Linked DNA regions of Mus musculus: region 1 is linked to region 2. A link is a contact called in public Hi-C data. All regions are on one chromosome and are shown on one strand. Each heading gives the region's core, a stretch centred on a gene start, on an enhancer-like site or on the middle of the called end of the contact. The rest is flanking DNA. Distances are from core to core; before and after follow the strand shown. Region 1 overlaps Nek10 (NIMA (never in mitosis gene a)- related kinase 10). Region 2 has its middle 69 kb from the start of Slc4a7.

What was found. Hi-C and Micro-C count contacts between places; a contact is called where the count stands out from the background.
Region 1: a contact with region 2 is called in a Hi-C map of myocytes, with 2.0 times the contacts expected there. The contact joins two enhancer-like sites. A contact is called at or near these places in 6 of 484 Hi-C or Micro-C datasets (adipose-derived mesenchymal stem cells, cortical neurons, muscle stem cells and 2 more).

The regions. Positions count from the first base shown.
Region 1 is chr14:14,841,719-14,846,325 of GRCm38.p6, reverse strand. It overlaps Nek10 (NIMA (never in mitosis gene a)- related kinase 10), which reads right to left. Exons shown (of 35, transcript NM_001195229.1): 7 at 3,462-3,540; 8 at 2,412-2,479; 9 at 749-828. Among named protein-coding and RNA genes, the nearest start is that of Nek10, 23 kb to the right of the region's middle. Within about 2 kb of position 3,090, at least 32 of the 459 cell types and tissues checked have an H3K27ac peak or open chromatin away from gene starts, as enhancers often do. A contact at or near this core is called in muscle stem cells and myocytes, where this site is marked.
Region 2 is chr14:14,631,878-14,636,444 of GRCm38.p6, reverse strand. No RefSeq gene overlaps it. Among named protein-coding and RNA genes, the nearest start is that of Slc4a7, 69 kb to the left of the region's middle. Within about 2 kb of position 3,179, at least 282 of the 459 cell types and tissues checked have an H3K27ac peak or open chromatin away from gene starts, as enhancers often do. A contact at or near this core is called in muscle stem cells and myocytes, where this site is marked.

The DNA of each region.
Region 1 (4,607 bases), core at 1,841-4,340, 210 kb before region 2:
GAAGCCCTCGGCTACTGTTCCAGTGCCATTGTCTGCCTAGCCTATGCCATGCTCCCTATCATGATGGTCATAGATGCACCTTCTAAAACTATAAGCCCCAAATAAATTCTTCCTTCTATTACTTGCTTTGGTAATGGTGTTTTATCATAGCAATAGGAAAGTAACTTAGATACCTTGTAAGGACTTGTGAGGAGAGACTAGAAACAAACAAGGAATAGTATACTGTTCACAAGAACATAATACTCTGCTCATTAACATGAAACCTATTTATTGCTCTTTCATTTAAAATAATGACACTATAAAAGGACAGGTTTTCAAAACCAACTTTTATCATTGAAAGTGTCATATATTGTACGAGGAATGTACAGTTAACAATAGAGAAACAAGGTCTGGGAGAGTCAACTGTCATAGAAATGCAGTATTTCTGAAAGTCAAAGAAAGAAGACAGACCACAGAGATGTTCCTCCAAGCATCAGGTGGAGAGTGAGAGCAAAGGTCAGAAAAGGAAAAATCTCTTTCTAACTTAAATCTTAAGCTGTACTTCCTAAGCAGGTGAGTCTTTAGCCTATGCTGTTCCCCATGTGCCTCCCGCACCAGGTTTCAACTGAGCAGGTGACAGATTAGCCTGTGTGTGTGTGTCTCCCATGCACAATGCTGCACAGAGGAGCAGGTAACAGAGTAGCCTGTGTGTTTGTGTCTCCCACCCACGATGCTGCCTGCACAGAGGAGCATGCTGAGATGCACTTACCTCTCTGCTAAGCTGGCCAGTGCCAGCAGAGCACCCAAGAGGACAGTGGTGTCTCGGGCACCAAGCAAACTCACTAATGTCTGAAGGAAAGAAGAGAATGCAATTACCAAAGTCCCAGGAGCTTCTTGAATATTGTGTACTCTTCCTAAAAATCACAGACACTGATCTTTTGCTTTTTTTTTTTCTGGATTCTGTTCTTTTGCTCAATTAAAAAATGTGTGTGTACACCAGTAGAATATATATATATATATATATATATATATATATATATATATATATATATATATATAATTACTTGTATTTTTCTTCCCAATGTTACCCACGTAAACCCTTGAACCAGTGGTTCTCACTCTTCCTAATGTTATAACCCCTTAATTCAGTTCCTCATGTTGTGGTGACATAAAATTACTTCCTCACTACTTCATAAGTATAATTATGCCACTGCTATGAACTGTAATGTGAATATCTGATACTCAGAATATCTGATATGCAACCCCTGTGAAAGGGTCTTTTGACCATCAAAGGGGCCACAACCCACAGATTGCAAACCACTGAAAACATAACCTTTTTATAACTAGGACCAAATTGCTTAATCCATCATGCCTTTCCTTGGAGAAGAATGCCTTCATTGAATCCCCATTAATGTAAATGCTCTTTCTCCAATTTTTCAGACCACAGACTCCTGTCCCCCACTACTTTCTTGCCAAACATCCTAGTGTCAGAGCTGTGAAAGCTCTGCGGGGATGCGGGGATGCACTTTTGTTTTCATCCCATGGATCCCTTTACACTTCCTTATGCTGAAGTTAGCATCTCTCTTGGACTCCTCCTTGATCTCCACCACTGTGTGATATGGTTCACAAACTTCAATTCTACAAACATCCTTTTCAAAATTGTTGCTAAGCCAACTTAACACCTTAATGTTATTGTTTTGTCAGATTGTAAGCAACATCAATAAAATCACTGTCTGTTAAAGTGAAAACTACTGTGTGTCACCTAAACTCTCTCCCAGAAGCATAAGACCACAAGCAGCACAAGTTAGGCATTCCTGAGATAGGAGGACTCAACAGGTTATTGAAATCAGCTCTACACATCTGCCTGTTAAATGTCTGTTACCACTAAACCAACATTCATGTATTTTACGGTACACACTGACATGTGGGTGTGTGTGTGTGTGTGTATGGTGGTGGGGGAGGGGTGTTCCTGGGAATACAGAGTCCAGGACCCAAGGTCTTTCTCTGAACTGCATCTTTAGCACCTTAAAATGAATACTTAATCCATAGCTTACAATACCATACCACCTTGTGAGTCTGCATCCCATAAATTGCTATATTCAATTATCTCTGACTTACAGAAAATGCTGATTTCATATTATTCTAATTATAAAACCTTACAATACAGATGGATTTCGCTTTAACATTAAAGTTAAGTGATGCACTCAGCTGGAGTAGAATTGAAAAGTAAAAACCTTCATATGCTGCACCATTTATTGATTCCTTGTGTTGGTAAAGAACATAAGAAGATAAGTAGAGAAGCCATTTTAGGCTGGGTGCATAGTCTTACGACTTATAATGACATGTAGCTTGAGTATTAAGCTCTGAACTTGGAGAGCGACTGATGACACACAGGGCCATGTAGAACCTCAGCACTCTAGGGGCCCACTCACCTTGTGGGCTCCACTTGCAGTAACCCATTCTCTTTGGTCTTTCACAGCAGCAAGTTTTTGAAAAATATCTATTAAAGAAAGAAATCATTCAAAGGGAGATCGAGAAACAGCTGTCATGAAACTCTGGCTCCTCAGAAGTGACAGGAAAGAGAAGAACGAGAGAGTGGGAGCAGAGACCCACAAAAGGAATAGTGGAGGACAGGGCTGCCTAGTTCAACTCTAGAAGCTCACCTAGTATAGTAAATCTGCAAATAGCACAAAAGCAAACTCCCCGTGCATTTAAAGTTGAACAGGTTCCTGAACCTTATTTATTACAAGGTCATGGCATGGACTTAAAAGACCCTACTCATTATTCCAGCTTACAAAGAGATGGGAGGCCAGGCAGAACATAAGACCTGCACCGAGAAAGCTGTCCTCAAAGGAACATCCTGGTGCCCAGCATCTCCCCTGCCCCTAAGAGCCACCGTAGGCCCAACCAGCAAAGCATGAGAAACCAGTCTATCCACACAAGTACAATGGGCTTGTGCTGGCACCCAAAGCAGCAGGAATCCTGTGGCTGACCACACCTAGAGGGACTGCAAGGGGGAGGGGTGGGTGAAGGGCAATAGGAGAGAGAAGGAAGAGAAACTGGTCAAGCTTTCTGAGGAAGCCAGAAGAATGTCTGAGATGTCTCACACCCTGGCCACAGCTTCCACATTGCTGTTTTCAGGGGAGATTCTCAGTTTTCCTTTTCATGTTGTGGGTAGTCTACATTATATGAGCTAGGCATAATTATTACCCAATTTTAGAAGCAAAAATCCCTGGTTCTGACATTTTCACAGAAATCAAAAGGTTTTCTTTCAATGTCACAACAGATGTCGCTTTTATGAAAGACTTCTTCCTTGAAACAAATATGCTTGCCAAAGAAAGAGCTGCCATGGGGAGATGTGGGGACATGTGATACCATTGGCACAAAGGCACACACCATGTGAGTGGAACAATAATAAGAGCAGCAGGTGTTCTTTCTCCCAAGTCCACGAGATTCTTTGGGTGCCTGGCAACAATGCTTACACGTCATATTGACCAGCTTGTCCACACAGTGCTGCTCCTCAGCGTAGCCCAGGTACTCGTTGGCCACGATCTCCATGTACTGCATGAAAGACCAACCCAATAAGCCAGTCAGAAAGCCAGCACCAAAAGTACATAGGAAACAAGAGTGCAGGTCTTAGGATGAGCCTAGGATGGCAGAGAGGTAAGTAAGAACTGCTCAGTACTCCTGGGCCTGTGGCACTCAAGGGTGGGACACAGGACTTAGTGATTCATGGTTTCTTCCTGAATGCCCCCAAAGTTGAAAGAATTCTGAAAGCTCTCAAAAATCCCAGAATGACTTGAACTGAATAGTTTCACGGTGCATCTTATATAAGATATACATAGTAACCTGATTCTTTGATTCACCTTGCAGCAAAATGTTTAAGAAATAGGCTCAGAGAAGCATAGACAGTGTGAATGCTTATGTTAAAGTGGTGATGTCCTTTACAATATATGGACATGGACTTCACTCAGTGAGGTACATCTTCAGTTAGATTTCTCTTTAAAAACTAAACAAGGGGGCTAGAGAGATGGCTAAGAATACTGGCTGCTCTTCCAGAGGTCCCGAGTTCATTTTCCAGCAATATGGTGGCTCACAGCCATCTGTAATAGAATCTGATTCCCTCTTCTGTGTGTGTGTCTGTTCTAACGCAGATCACTCATATACATATAAACAAACAAACAAACAAATAAACATTTTAAACACTGAGCATGAATCACCTTCCCAGGATTTAAGGTGACTCTGTTCAGTCTCCATAGCTGTGACAAACACTGAGAGAAACAATTTAAAGAAAGTGAGGCAGAGAAAAAATGCTCAATTCATGGTAGCATAGAGAATGGTAGGAAGGGGCTGGAGCAGGCATCTTTCTGTGGCCCCTTCTTCTTCCAGCTCAGTCCTGCCTCAAGGTTCCCACTGACTCTCCATATAGCAGCACAGTTGGGCACCAAGTATCAACACAGGAGACTGTAGGGAAATTTTGTATTCAAAGGTAACATTTCCACTAGGCATGATCTTCTATTAATCTAGCTCAGAATGAGTTCTCAAGACCGAGTTTAGCATAAATCACTTTTTGCTGGTCTGTTAACACAGGACTCAACATTCAAGAAGCTGAAACAGATCATTTGAAG
Region 2 (4,567 bases), core at 1,930-4,429:
TTTCAGGAGTCATTTCTCTCCTTCCATCATGTGGGTACTGCTACATAATGCTGCTAGGGATTGAATTCATGTCACCAGGCATGGCAGTAAGCACCCTTCAAATTGTTAATTGTTTTGTTTTTTTGAGCCAGGGTCTCACTATGTAGCCGTGGCTGTCCAGGAACTCACTATGTACATCAGGCTCAGAGAGATCCACTTGCCTCTGCTTCCCGAGTGCTAGGATTAAACTCATGTACTGCCATTACCAGATCACATCGTAAAATTTAAAAACAGTTCTTTCTAGGTGTGTTGGCTTAAGTCTGTCATCTCAGCACTCAAGGTTAGCCCAGGCTACATAAAATGATCATCTTTTTAAAAAAGTTTTCCCTTTGACCATTAAGTTTGTTTTTTTTTTCTCTAAGCACCTTAATGTTGATCTTCCCTAAACTGAGTCCTATTACTACTTCTATATCTAAACTTAGGAAAAGAACTAGATATATGAGTCCCAACCTACCCCCACGTGAGCAAGCACACATATACACACACATACACTATTTGTATACCACATATGTCCATTCAGTAAATTGTTCTTGGGGCCTACTGTATGGCCTTGTTGGGGGTAGTGTGTCATTGGTGCAGGCTTTGAGATTTCAGAAGCCCAAGCCAGACCAGAGTCTCTCTCTTCTTGCTGCCTGAATACCCAATGTAAACTTTCAGGTGCTTCTCTACCCTGCCATGATGGCAATGGGTTAAACCTTTGAGACTGTAAGCCAGTCTCAATGAAATGCTTTCTTTTATATGAGTTGCCATAGCCATGATGTCTCTTCATGGCAATAGAACATTGATCAAGAGAATCACGGTATTTATCACACAGACTAAGACATTCACCATGCCAGACCAATGTATGCAAAGATCCATTCTAGGTGCTTAGATACAACAGTGAACAAAACCAATATCCCTGCTTTGAGCAGCTCAGTTCTCATAGGGAGTGGAAACACTCTGAACTAGATATTTCAATTCTGGAGGAATAGGGCAAACCATACCTCTAACAAGATGCCAAGTTCCTTGAAGGGCAGAGCTGATTTGTTCTTGCTATATGGCCCAACAGTAGCCCCCAGGAAGCACATTCCATCTATGATCTCTCCAGACATTACGGAATGATTGTACATTTGTTTTACTTTATGTGTATGTATGAATGTCTGTGTCAGTGTCTGTCACATGTGGGAATGTCAGAAGAATGAGCAACCCCTGGAGCTAGAATTATAGACACATATGAACTGTCTGGGTGGGTGATAAAGTCCTCTAGAAGAGCCACATGTACTCTTAACCCTGGGGCTATCTTCTCAACCCCATTTGAGTTTTTGAGGCCAAGTCTTATAAATCCTAGGGTGGCTTCAAACTCCCTTTGTAGAAAGATGGCTTCTGGTCCTCCTATGTCCAGGGTCTACAGATATGTGTCAACATGCCTGCTGGGGATTGACCTGAAGACTTCATACATGCTAGGCAAGCATTTAACCAACTAAGATACACACTCAGCCCTTACTTAAAAACATAAACTCCAGTTTGCAGCACTTTGTCATCTCATCTGTGAGGTATGAACTCATTTCTTTTTTTCTCTGAAACTGGCCTCTTCTGCACAGAAAGGACTACCACACTTTCAAATACTATGCTTTTGCAAGAGACCACAGGATTCATAATCAATGTCTATCCTGAAAAGCTCCATGGCAGCTGTGCAGGAGGTGTGATGTGAGTCTGGTACAACTTGGTAGGTAGCTCATAGCTAAAGAACCAAGCCAGCATGGGAGACACGCCCCAGAGGCTTGATTCTTAGCTATACCAAACATTGAACTTAGGAGCAGAATGAGCTGCTGTGATAACATCTGACACTATCTCATTGGTCCCCTTTCTGAGAAGGTGTACTCAATATTAAGTAAGATGCAAGCTGAATTATTCTGGAAAGAGCAGATAGATAAAGTTAGCCAGAGACAGGTTTGTTAGCCACAAAGACACAATTAGGTGTGTTGATTTGGAATAGGCCTTGAGTGTCTCTTACATATATGTGTGTACAAAGTAATTAGTTCAGGAGTTCATTTGTAATAACCTAAGATACTTATCTTGAAAAACAAGGCAGTGTGACTCAAGAAAGAGCTCAGCAGTTAAGAACACTTCTTGTTCTTGCAGAGGACCCAGGTTTGTTTCCCAGAATCCTCATGGTGGGGGTCAATTATCTGTAACTCCAGTTCCAGGGGGATATAGCGCCCCTTCTGGCCACAGGAAGCAGTTTCTCCACATTCTGTACTAGACATCTATTTGGGCAAAACACCCATACACGGAGAATATAAACAAACAAACAAACAAACAAACAAACAAACAGCAAACTCAAGAAAACAAGACATGGATTCTGTTTACTTTTAAATGTCAATGCCCCAGGAAGACAGCCCCAAGTTTATCTGTTTTCCTCTTTGTAGTGAGGTGATGAGGTGCTTTCTCCTATAAATGAGAGAGGGAGCAGGTAACACTCTTTTCTTCCTCAGTGGTCAGGCTGAGAAGCCCCAGGCTTGGTTTTCATGGTCCAGACATTTCAGCCAAGTATCTGTACAGGCACCTGTATTTATGCTGTATTATGTTTCTATGTATTTATGCTAGGAATGGCAGTCTCCTGCTGCATACAAAAGGCCCAGTTTCAAATTTCAATCTCCACATTCCACTGGGCTGAAATTCAAAGCTTTTGCGGGTCTCCCTGAAGGCTTCTGGCTCAGTTGGGCTTGGACTGTGGACTCGGCTGCCCTGCCAGCCCCCCAGCCACAGCCACCTATTTTTACTTTGGCCACTCTTTCCGCTTGCCTAGGTCACATCCTTAAAAGACTCAGCCGTTCTCAACTCTCTTCTTCCTCTTTCCCGCTGTAGTTTTCAAATCTTACACACTTACCAAAGAAAGAGCGAATCTCAAAGTAAAGGCGGACGTATAAAATCAAGCCACCAACGCCCAAGTCCCACTTCTAAACGCCACAGATATTTGTTTCTTTTTACTCATTGCACCCCCCACCCCCTCCCGACTGAGAGGAGCAACGGCAGGAAGGGTGGTGACTCAAAGCCAGAGCCCCAAAAAACAAACACCCACGAATGACTCAGAAGCCGGAGCCGGGGAGATTCCAAGGTTTTCCTTACTATAAAATTCATGTGTAGACAGCACCACTGGACCTGTGGGCTCCTTAGAGCCTCGCCACCCCGCCCCTGAGAGGGAGTTTACTGGGTCAGAGAAGGGTGGATAGGACTCGAATTTCTTTTGCCAAATGTCGAGAAAATCCAACATATCCTGTATGAGTCAAAGTGCTTCGCATCTGCTTTAGAGTCTTAGTCACTGCTCTCGCCCCCTTGACTTAATTGTGATTTTAATTAGATGAATGCCTTAGAAGAGGAGGTGGAGGCCTTTCATCTAAAGCGGGGTTTTTTTTTTTTTTCCAGGCTGTGTGGTCTTTTGTTGGCTACTTGGATCTTATAATGATAAAAGGATTACTTTTATTTTAGCACTCCCCCCACCTCCCTCCCCACCCCTGCTTCGCGAAAGTTTAAAGGACCTGAACTTCGAATTTACATTTTTTTATGCCAAAGATGACGGTTTTGTGACAAAACGCTTTGAATTCCCGAGATGAAAGAGAACTCATAAAGAGAAGTTAGCCTCGCTTAATTTCTAAGCAGCTTTTGACATACATGTGTAGACAGATGTAATTCGAGGCAGCTGAGGTTAACTTCTGTGCGCTCCCTCTCTCTAGCCGAATGGAGCGACCTCTTCCTTTCACTCCTCTTCCTGAGCCAGACAGAGCCTATGTGGCCACAGTCAGGCTTGAGTAGTGGAGACACGGGCACCCGCTCCGAGCTCACACCCCGGCCCAGTGCTTTGGCGGGGCTGTGCTGTGGGGGTGGGCACTGTCTCCTTGGGGAAGGAAGAAAAGTGTAGGTCAGAAGGGCAAAAGCGTTCGGGAGGTCTTGCTGGCTTGACTTCCAAAGTCTCCCTGATTGTTGGTGTGATTCTTAGCTTAGGAGACACAGTGTTTGTTAGTCATTCACACTGGGATGATATTTAAATATCCCCAAGAGATTTGGAAGTTGCTTTTGTTCCTACCTGCAGTAGGCACTATCTGTTTCACTCCTGCCCTGTTTCTTCTTAGTTTCACACGTTACTTAACACACACGTGCAACAATGGGTTACCGCAGGAAAATGGAAAATTCCAGCTGTTATTTAAACCATGGGATCCTGAGGGTCCTGCTTAATGTTTCTTTTACCTTTTTTTGTGTTTTCAGGAGAAAACACAAAGGACTTGAACTTGCTCATTGGCTTTCTCTAAGGTTCGGAAGCAACCGAGCTGTACAGTTAAAAGGCAGATGAATGATAATTGCTATCTTCCAAGCCAGTTGATAGAGTCTGTCTGTGGAGGGGAGGTTTAGCTGGCGCCCTGGCTTGGATGTGAACCCTACAGGCTCCCATATTCATTTCGAGCTGATAGCTTGGGGGAAGGGAGGCTCCACAGTAAATTAGGAGGTGGGGCAGAGCAGGAAGAAATGGGCTGCTGGGGAAACAAACCCTGAG